Linked DNA regions of Mus musculus: regions 1 and 3 are each linked to region 2. The links are chromatin contacts, called in public Hi-C and HiChIP or PLAC-seq maps. All regions are on one chromosome and are shown on one strand. Each heading gives the region's core, a stretch centred on a gene start, on an enhancer-like site or on the middle of the called end of the contact. The rest is flanking DNA. Distances are from core to core; before and after follow the strand shown. Region 1 has its middle 140 kb from the start of Gm40217. Region 2 has its middle 4.4 kb from the start of Gm12724. Region 3 has its middle 9.8 kb from the start of Gm40217.

Region 1 (2,700 bases), core at 54-2,553, 770 kb after region 2:
GCCAGCCCTGCCTGTATGTCACCTAGGTTCAAAAACTTTGAGCAATGAATGAATAGTCTTTAGAAGCCAGCCAGTCTATGGCACTTTGATGCAGCAGCCATGAGTGACTAAGATACTCAGAGTGGTACATTTTAGGATCAAGTCTGTGACAAGTGTCAGAGCATAAGTGAAGATGTGGTGGTAGCAGATGAGACAGGGGGTGAGGTCACTGTGATAACTGGTCTCCTCGCTTTGAGAGATGAGAATCTATTAGAGAGTTGATCAGATGGGATCGAGCAGCACATGTCTCCAAGTGTTCTGTGTTGAGAAAGTGGAAAGGGGAAAGAAGGAATACCCAGACAATCAGACAATCGTCAGTACACACAACAGTGCAAGGTGGCTTAGGCTGGGCTGCAGCGCTTGTGGGATGAGAGGCAGAGGAGTTAGGATATAATTTGAAATCAATTGACAGGTTAAATGCAGAGTGCAATAAAAAGCGAAGATGCAGGACAGGCAGCTCATTTACAGGGCTGAGTAATTTGATGAAAGGAATTGTTGTTGATTTAAATGGGGAAGACTAAGAAAAACAGATCTTGTCTGGGATCAGGGGAATTCTGTTGTGGAAAAGTAAGGTTGGGGGTTGTTTCAGTATCTGAGAGATGTGACACTGGCAATTAGAAAGAAGACACCAAAGTTCACCAAAGAGATACAGGAGAGGCAGGAACAGACATTGAGGACTTGTCAGCATGCCCACAGCATTTCAGCCCATAAGACTAGATGAGAACATCAAAGGGGGTGGAAACAAGGTCGATGGGGAACTGGAGCTGAACCCAGGCGGGTTCAATTTTAAGAAATCAGAAGTTTGTGAGCAACTAACACAAAAGAAAAGTAACCAGTGAACTGGGAAGAAAGCCAAGGGAGGATGGTGAAAGGCCAAAAGAAAGGATCCACTGTGTCAACACATGGACCAAAGAAATGCAGACAGACCATTAACCTTGGGTTTAACAATGCAGAAATCCATGGGCTGTCTGGTGGGGGGTGGGGAGCCTTGCAAAGAATGGAGTGAGAGCCTGACTGGAGGAAGGGTTTACAAAGACAAAAGGGTAGGATGGATGGCCTAGTATACATAGATGGTTCACCTGTGGCCAGCCCAGTTTGTACTCAGAATCTAAAATTATAAGACACCAGTCTGGCAAATAACTTACTTAAATGTTCTAAGCAGAGACAACTTGTTCCAAGCATCTATTAGCTCACTACACCCAACCATTCATCCGCATATCTATGCAAATCTCCTGTCCAGCGTTTGAATGTCAATGATGATGTTGCACAACCACACTTTACCTGGGGAGAAGAAGTGTACACATCCCCAGATAGGGAGTCCACAACAGAGCAAAGTACAGATATCACAAGAGGCCAACTTGGTGAGCCAGTGAGTTTTATTGAGGCCACTTACAGTAATGTGGATGCGGTTTAACTTACTGGGGAAGGATGGCTTGAAGACAGCTGTCTCACCAAAGCCTATCCCAGCCTCTGGAACACACTGCACAACCTGCAGGCAGCCTAACAGGGTGGAAAGTATCTTTTTAAAAGAAGCTTAGTTGAGCTGAACCTCTTTTAGGCAGCTTGGCTGGTTTTGGTTTCTTTTAGCTAGTTGGTCTGGTCTCAGAGCTTGGTTTGTCTGGGAATCTTTAGAGTCAAACTCTAGTTTTTGCTTTTGTTCGTTTGTTTTGTTTATTTGTTTGTTGTTTTGGTTTGGGGTTTTTGTTTTGTTTTGTTTTTGTTTGGGTGATGGTGGGTTTTTTTTCCCAGTTGGTTGTTTAGATTGTTTTGTTTGCTTATTTGTTTGTTTTGTAGTTTTTATTATTTACTCTATCCCAGAGGGGCCTAGAGTATCTGGTCAGTTTTAGGGACTTGAAGCTATTTCAGGTTTTTTTTTTTTTAATCTCTCTGTTTAAGGGGCTTTCTGTAGGATGAAATGTTCTCATCGCTACAGAAGTTGTTACACAGTAAACGGTCAGATCTCTTCCAGTCCAGAGCCAAAGCCTGGAGAGTTCACACTGGGATGATCATTCTCAACTAGGCTATGCGGAAGAATCTCCTAAAAGTACAAAGCTTATTCCCCAACAATCTTTGGGAAGGTTCATGAGAGTTTTTTTTCTGTCCTATAACTCATCATGTAGACCAGGCTGTCCTCAGATTCAGAGCCCCATCTGCCTTTGCCTCCTGAGTGCTGGGATTAAAAGCATACATCGGCGCCACCCAGTTTTTTAGCAACAATCTTACTTCAACAAATCTCTGTCTCCTCCAAGAGTATCTCCTGCAGGGTCAGGGTCAGGGTCAGTGATTGATTAGGACCGTTGCCCTAATTAAGGAGGCAGCAACAAAACAGGTCAGTCTTGTGAAACTGAGTATAGGCTCAGCTTCAGTCATCTCTCCACAACTTTTCTCCCTGTCCATCTCTCTGTCGATACGATAACTCAAAGGGCCATTGTCTTTATCTTGACCCATGGGAATTGCTTTCCATGAGGTTTCTCTGCATCTGAGCCTGTCCCTTCCCATCTATATTCTTAAATGCTATCAACTTATTCTTCTCAGCTAGTCATGGGCTTCCTTTAAATATTTCTGATGTGCTGGGCAGTGGTGGCGCCCACCTTTAATCCCAGCACTTTGGAGGCAGAGGCAGGCAGATTTCTGAGTTCGAGGCCAGCCTGGTCTACAAAG
Region 2 (2,700 bases), core at 140-2,639:
GTGTGTGTGTGTGTGCGTGTGCGTGTGTGTGTGTGTGTAGGTGCGTACACCTGTAAAGGCCAGAGGATAACTTGTGGGTATCAGTTTTCTCCTTCCATCCTTCCACCAAGTGGGTCCTGGGGATTGAACACAGTTTGTCGGTCTTAGTGGCAAGTGCCTTTATCTGCTGAACCACATCACCAGCCCTGCATATATTTTTATAAAGGTTAACATATGGGGTGTGGGTAATCCATGAAGACTATGTGATACCTGAGCCCAATGCTATGGACTCTTTGGAGAAGAGAAAACCATGAAGACAGAAGAAAAACGGCTTCTAGGGATTGGGATATAGGAAGAGAAGAAAAGATGAATAGAGGAACCAAAAGGCATTTTTTAGGGCAGGGAAACAATCTCATGTATCGCTACAATGGTAGCCACAGCTTACTATACTTGCCACACCTAAGTGTACGTACGTTATGAAGAATGAGTCCTCATGTGTGCTCCAGAGTTTGGGTGATGGCATTGTGTCTACACTGATTCAGCCAACAAAGGAAGCACTCTAATGAGAGGTTGAGTGGGGGTAGACTGACTGTGTGTGTGTTACGGGAGCTACTTCAGCTCAAGTGTTGCTATGCAACTAAACTTCCTCTACCAAGTAAAGTCCATTTCTACGGCGATGGTACCTGGATCTGCATGACATAAAGAGGTGCTCTTACCGGTGACCCCATCACTGCCCTTCAGCTCAGACTCATACTGCCTGCATTCCTATTCAACTGCCTCTTGGTTCTCATCCTGTGACACACTAGTGGCCGTGTTGCCCATGCCCAAGACTGTTCTAGAGTTATTCAAGTTTTATGTACTGTCTCTCTCCTTAGTGCCTTAGTGGGTTTTGAACTTGGAGCCAGACAGGCTTGAGTGGGGGATTTTCCTATGTCTCATTTTCCTTATCTGCACTGAAACGGGGATCTGGGGAAGACAGTGAGATAGCTCAGCAGGTAAGCACTCACCCCAGAAGCCTGATTGACTTGGAACTCTTAACATAATAGTTCGCCTTCCCTTCTTTCCCTCACATGGCTTAGAGGAAGTGGACTCTGGGAAAGCCAGAGACTCCATTTAGTAACAAGAGATGAGGGGAAGAGATTGGGAGGGAGAGAGGCGGAACACCAGCGCCCTTCTCACACTGCCTCACATCTGGAGAGCTGTTGACTTCCTGGGTCCTCCTCGTGGAGCGTGGAGGAGGATGTTATCTTTCAAGTGACAGGGGCCTCTGTTTCCGATTCTCACAGGCTAGCTGAATGTCCGTTGCATCAGGCAGAGAGAGCTGCCCAGATCTGACACTAACTCCTTGTGGAAGAGGCTGGCAGGCCCACCAGGCCAGCGGGGCAGCCTGCAGGGCAGTGATACTGAATGAATTTAGTGCCTGTGAAGGAGGCCGGATCGGCAGGCCCTGGGACAAACTGCCTCTTTGTTCTCAGTACACCCCCTAGACAAACAGTGCCAGTTTTCTTCTGGGCCCTAGCCACACTCAGCTGTGAGGAGAGGAGCAAGAAGCTCTGTTGATTTCAGCCCTTGAAGGGATCCATTTATTTGTGTCTTGGAGACCCACTGGCAGCCTGCAGGCTTCGGGGATGAGGTCTTAAGCTAACACTTGCCAAGTTACCAACTTCAAACACTTTTTACTGTAGCCTACAGTGAGAAAAAATGTTTTACACCTTGAACCAGTGACACAGGCACATCACATGCACACACACACACACACACACACACACACACTTTTCATGTTTAGAATATGAAATGGGGCCAGCAGGATGGCTCAGTGGTTAGAGTGCCTACTTCATAAGCATGAGGACCTAAATTCAGAACCCCAAAGTCACCCAAAAATCAGGCATGAGGGCAGGCAGCTGTAATCCCAGCATCTCGTGAGGGCTGACGCAGGAGCTGGAGGGAAGGGTGTTCTCTGGCCTGGCAGCCTAACCAAAATTAGAGCTCCTGGTTCAAAGGGAGACCCTGCCTGAAAAAATAAGGTGGAATGGAGACTCCAGGGTAATAGCATTGTCCAGAAATGGCACAGTCGATGAGCATATGAACCCATGGAGACTGTGCCAGCACGCACAAGACCCTCACATGTTCGACCCAGACAAAATCCCAGCCTAAGGAAGGAGAAGTGGGCACAAAGCACCACGACTGGCCAAGAAGCTGTTTGCAAGGGGTAAGTGATGGGGGAAGACAGATTGGTTCTCTCCAGTGGAGGGACACATCAACCACAGTTCAGGGCAAGCCCCACGCTCAGGAGAAGTTGGCCAACACAAAATGAACTCTGTGATTTTTGTGTGGGTTTGTTTGTTTTGTTTTGAGAGAGAAAGAACATGAAGGTAGGTGGGTAGGGAGGTGGGTATCTGTAAGGAGTTGGAATGTGGGAAAATACATTGTATGAAACATTTTCAATTAAAAAGATTTTATGGTGATAGAATATACCTACTGTTGAGCTCTCTGGCTCCACATACACACATTCACACATGTACACACTCACATATAAGCACACACTTACCCACATGCACACACACCTACACACACAGGCACACACTCACACACAGGCACACACTTACACAATGCACACACATCTACACACATGCACACATGCCTACACATTCACATAAGCCTACACACACACATTCACCCAACATGCACACACTCACACACAGGTACACACTCACACACATG
Region 3 (2,700 bases), core at 1-2,500, 900 kb after region 2:
CATTCTAGGTTTACAGACATACCCCATCATGTCATGCTGGAACCCAGAATTACAATGTCATTCAATTTCAAAATGCTCCCAGAATCACTGACAACATCTCGTAAGTTTCTGCCTTCAGCACTCAGGGCTCAGCTAGCCATCAACCTGGATTTTTAGTTACCATAGCTTTGGCTTTCAGACCTTGACTATCTATAAACTGAATTTATCTTCTGTCTCATTTTCCTCAATAATTTTTGGTAGTTAAAAGCGTATCTATGATTTTTTTTATTCTTTCTTACTGCATGAAATTGAGAATTTATGCCATTTAGTACTGAGGTAGTGTTATGAAATAATACCGAACAGTATTTATTCTCCTGTCTATCAGTGGTGATTTATGCTGCTTCCAGTTCTGAATAGACATGGCTAATCTGTTATGAACAGATTTTGTAAAAAAAAAAAAAAAAAAAAGGAAGATGCCCAAAGGTTCTGAAGGAACACAGATGAAGCATCTCTTTCCCTCACAGGAGCTCTTGGCGAGGCAATAGCACTGAATTAGACGCAGTAGCAGCAACAAGCTCACATTAAGCCACCGGGATACCTTGGATTGGAAAGTCCCCTATTCTGAGAATGAGCTGATTCGCATACACTTGGTCTGCAACTATTCAGAAACTAAGACTCATCCTAGCCTATCAAGTGTGTGTGCCTTTGTTGAAGCAGATGCACTCCTTACTTGTCCTTTGAGAGGATGGATGGCCTTCTGCCTTCCTTTGTCCCCAACCACTTGACAGTTATTAAAGAGCTGTGTTGCTTTTAGCCACCAACTAACATTTACTGCGATGCTGAGGAAGGTCCTAGCTGCTGTCGTTCATTATGCCTCGTAGACTGGTAAGGTGTGGTTCCCAGTGTGCACACAAGGACACAGAGGGTTGGAGATGTTGGGTGACCTCCCTAAGGTCTTTGTGAAGACTGTTTTAGCTCCCAAGTCCTCACTCTGTCCATAGCCTTCAGAAGGCAACTGAACTTTCACAAATACTATGTGTCCTGCTTATCTAATGCTAATACTACTGCTGCTAGTGCTGCTGCTGCTAATACTAATACATAATAAGTTTAAAGGATGATCCTCTCTCGTCTTGCATACCCTCCTGGTCTTCCCTGCCAAAGCTCAGGCTCGGCCCACACAGCCTTCTCTGACTTCCCCTAAAGCCCGCCATCCAAGGGAAGTTCGGGCAAAGCAGGAAAGCTGGACTTTCCACTCAGCAGCAGAGGAGCCCAGGCTTGCCAAGTTCTCCCGCAGCCAGGCGCCTGGAGGCGGGCCCTGTGCACTCTATCATTGCATAAGTGTTATTGCAGCCAGTTCCTGGAATCGGAAATATGGCAAACCATTCACCTGGTGGAAAGCCCTTGCCAGGAGCAATGGTTGTTTGGTTAGCTGTGCCTTCAGAGTCCTTTCCAAGAGACTGGCCAGAGAAGAGGTTTATCTAGCAGCGCCCGTTTCTTAAGTCAAAGTTACTGTGTTTTTAATATTCTTCAGCAACCCGACATAGTTTTTTTTCTCTTCCCAATAATCTCTCCATCTTCCTCGCAGCTGGGTCAGGTTTCCCATCTCCTTCTTGTTGGCCTCCCAGGCTTCCTGCTTCCTCCAGGACCCAGGTCTAAGACAGCCCCCTCACTGCATTGGGAAGAGCTTTCCTTATGCCAAGGCCTTCCCCAGCCTCAGTCATCTTCCAGGAGGCCCACCCTGAGTGTCTCCAACAGTTCTAGCCTCTGAAGGTTGAGTGGCTACTCCTCTTTCTTAGAGTGGTCCACAATGAAACCGTTTCATTCTAATCTAAAAGGAAATGCTCTAAAACACTTATTCGGATAGGCCACCCTTTCTGAGATGGCAAGTTTCTTGAAATAATAAGGGTGGTGTTTTGTTTTGTTTTGTCTCTACATCCCCAGAGCACAGCTCACTGCCAGTCCCACAGTGGTAATTGCCCGAGACCTGATTACTGAAGTTCAATGAACTGGGCTAAGAATGTTCTGTGTCTGTGGCAGATTGCTTGCTGATGCCTTAGATTCAATCCCCAGAACTTCTGAGAAGTTCTGTGAACTGGTAGTTACTGGTTAATCGGAGCTCATGAAGATAAAGAGACAGGCAGTGTTACTAGTCTTGAGCTGATAAAATGCCAGCCAAAACAGTTCAGTCTGTGTCTGCAGCTTTATCTGAGACAGAAAAAGCACAATTTCCATTATATTTTTCTATTAAAAATTGTTCTTATAACTCTTTATTAATTCATCAGACCAGGATTTTAAATTGGGATTCATTAATTTTTTCAGCTCACTCTTCCACCAATGAGGAAGTTACTCTTCTTCTAATTGCCTCGAGACCCTCATTAGGAGACACATTCAAGGCGGTGAGGCCATAGATGGGATTCCTCACCTAATGAGCTCCCAAGACATTATTGGGAAATGAATAAAAATTACTAAATGACCAGTGGTGATTTATGCCCCATGCCATATATTTATATCTAGTCAGGATTTTGCTGGTAGCCTTTTCAGCACTTTATTTCTCAGGAATTCAAATCTATAGTCTGACATTTTCTAACTCTATGCTATATAGAACCTCACCTAAATTATCAAAATTCCATGGTTTTATATTTTCACAGATAAACTGCAAAACATATATATATACATATATACATATATATATATATATATATATATATATATATATACACA

What was found. Hi-C and Micro-C count contacts between places; a contact is called where the count stands out from the background. HiChIP or PLAC-seq counts read pairs in DNA pulled down with a chosen protein or histone mark.
Region 1: a contact with region 2 is called in an H3K27ac HiChIP or PLAC-seq map of stem cell-derived neural progenitor cells, with 5 times the contacts expected there. The contact joins two enhancer-like sites. A contact is called at or near these places in 2 of 484 Hi-C or Micro-C datasets (muscle stem cells and uterus), 3 of 115 datasets of contacts at active chromatin or transcription factors (embryonic stem cells, fibro-adipogenic progenitors and stem cell-derived neural progenitor cells) and 1 of 9 other capture datasets (embryonic stem cells).
Region 3: a Hi-C map of uterus shows a contact between it and region 2, with 4 times the contacts expected there. The contact joins two enhancer-like sites. A contact is called at or near these places in 1 of 15 datasets of contacts at CTCF or cohesin (large pre-B cells), 7 of 484 Hi-C or Micro-C datasets (B cells, the HL-1 cell line, cortical glia and 4 more) and 2 of 115 datasets of contacts at active chromatin or transcription factors (astrocytes and kidney).

The regions. Positions count from the first base shown.
Region 1 is chr4:105,458,819-105,461,518 of GRCm38.p6, reverse strand. No RefSeq gene overlaps it. Among named protein-coding and RNA genes, the nearest start is that of Gm40217, 140 kb to the right of the region's middle. Within about 2 kb of position 1,303, at least 15 of the 459 cell types and tissues checked have an H3K27ac peak or open chromatin away from gene starts, as enhancers often do. A contact at or near this core is called in stem cell-derived neural progenitor cells, where this site is marked.
Region 2 is chr4:106,231,355-106,234,054 of GRCm38.p6, reverse strand. No RefSeq gene overlaps it. Among named protein-coding and RNA genes, the nearest start is that of Gm12724, 4.4 kb to the left of the region's middle. Within about 2 kb of position 1,389, at least 86 of the 459 cell types and tissues checked have an H3K27ac peak or open chromatin away from gene starts, as enhancers often do. A contact at or near this core is called in stem cell-derived neural progenitor cells and uterus, where this site is marked.
Region 3 is chr4:105,327,576-105,330,275 of GRCm38.p6, reverse strand. No RefSeq gene overlaps it. Among named protein-coding and RNA genes, the nearest start is that of Gm40217, 9.8 kb to the right of the region's middle. Within about 2 kb of position 1,250, at least 53 of the 459 cell types and tissues checked have an H3K27ac peak or open chromatin away from gene starts, as enhancers often do. A contact at or near this core is called in uterus, where this site is marked.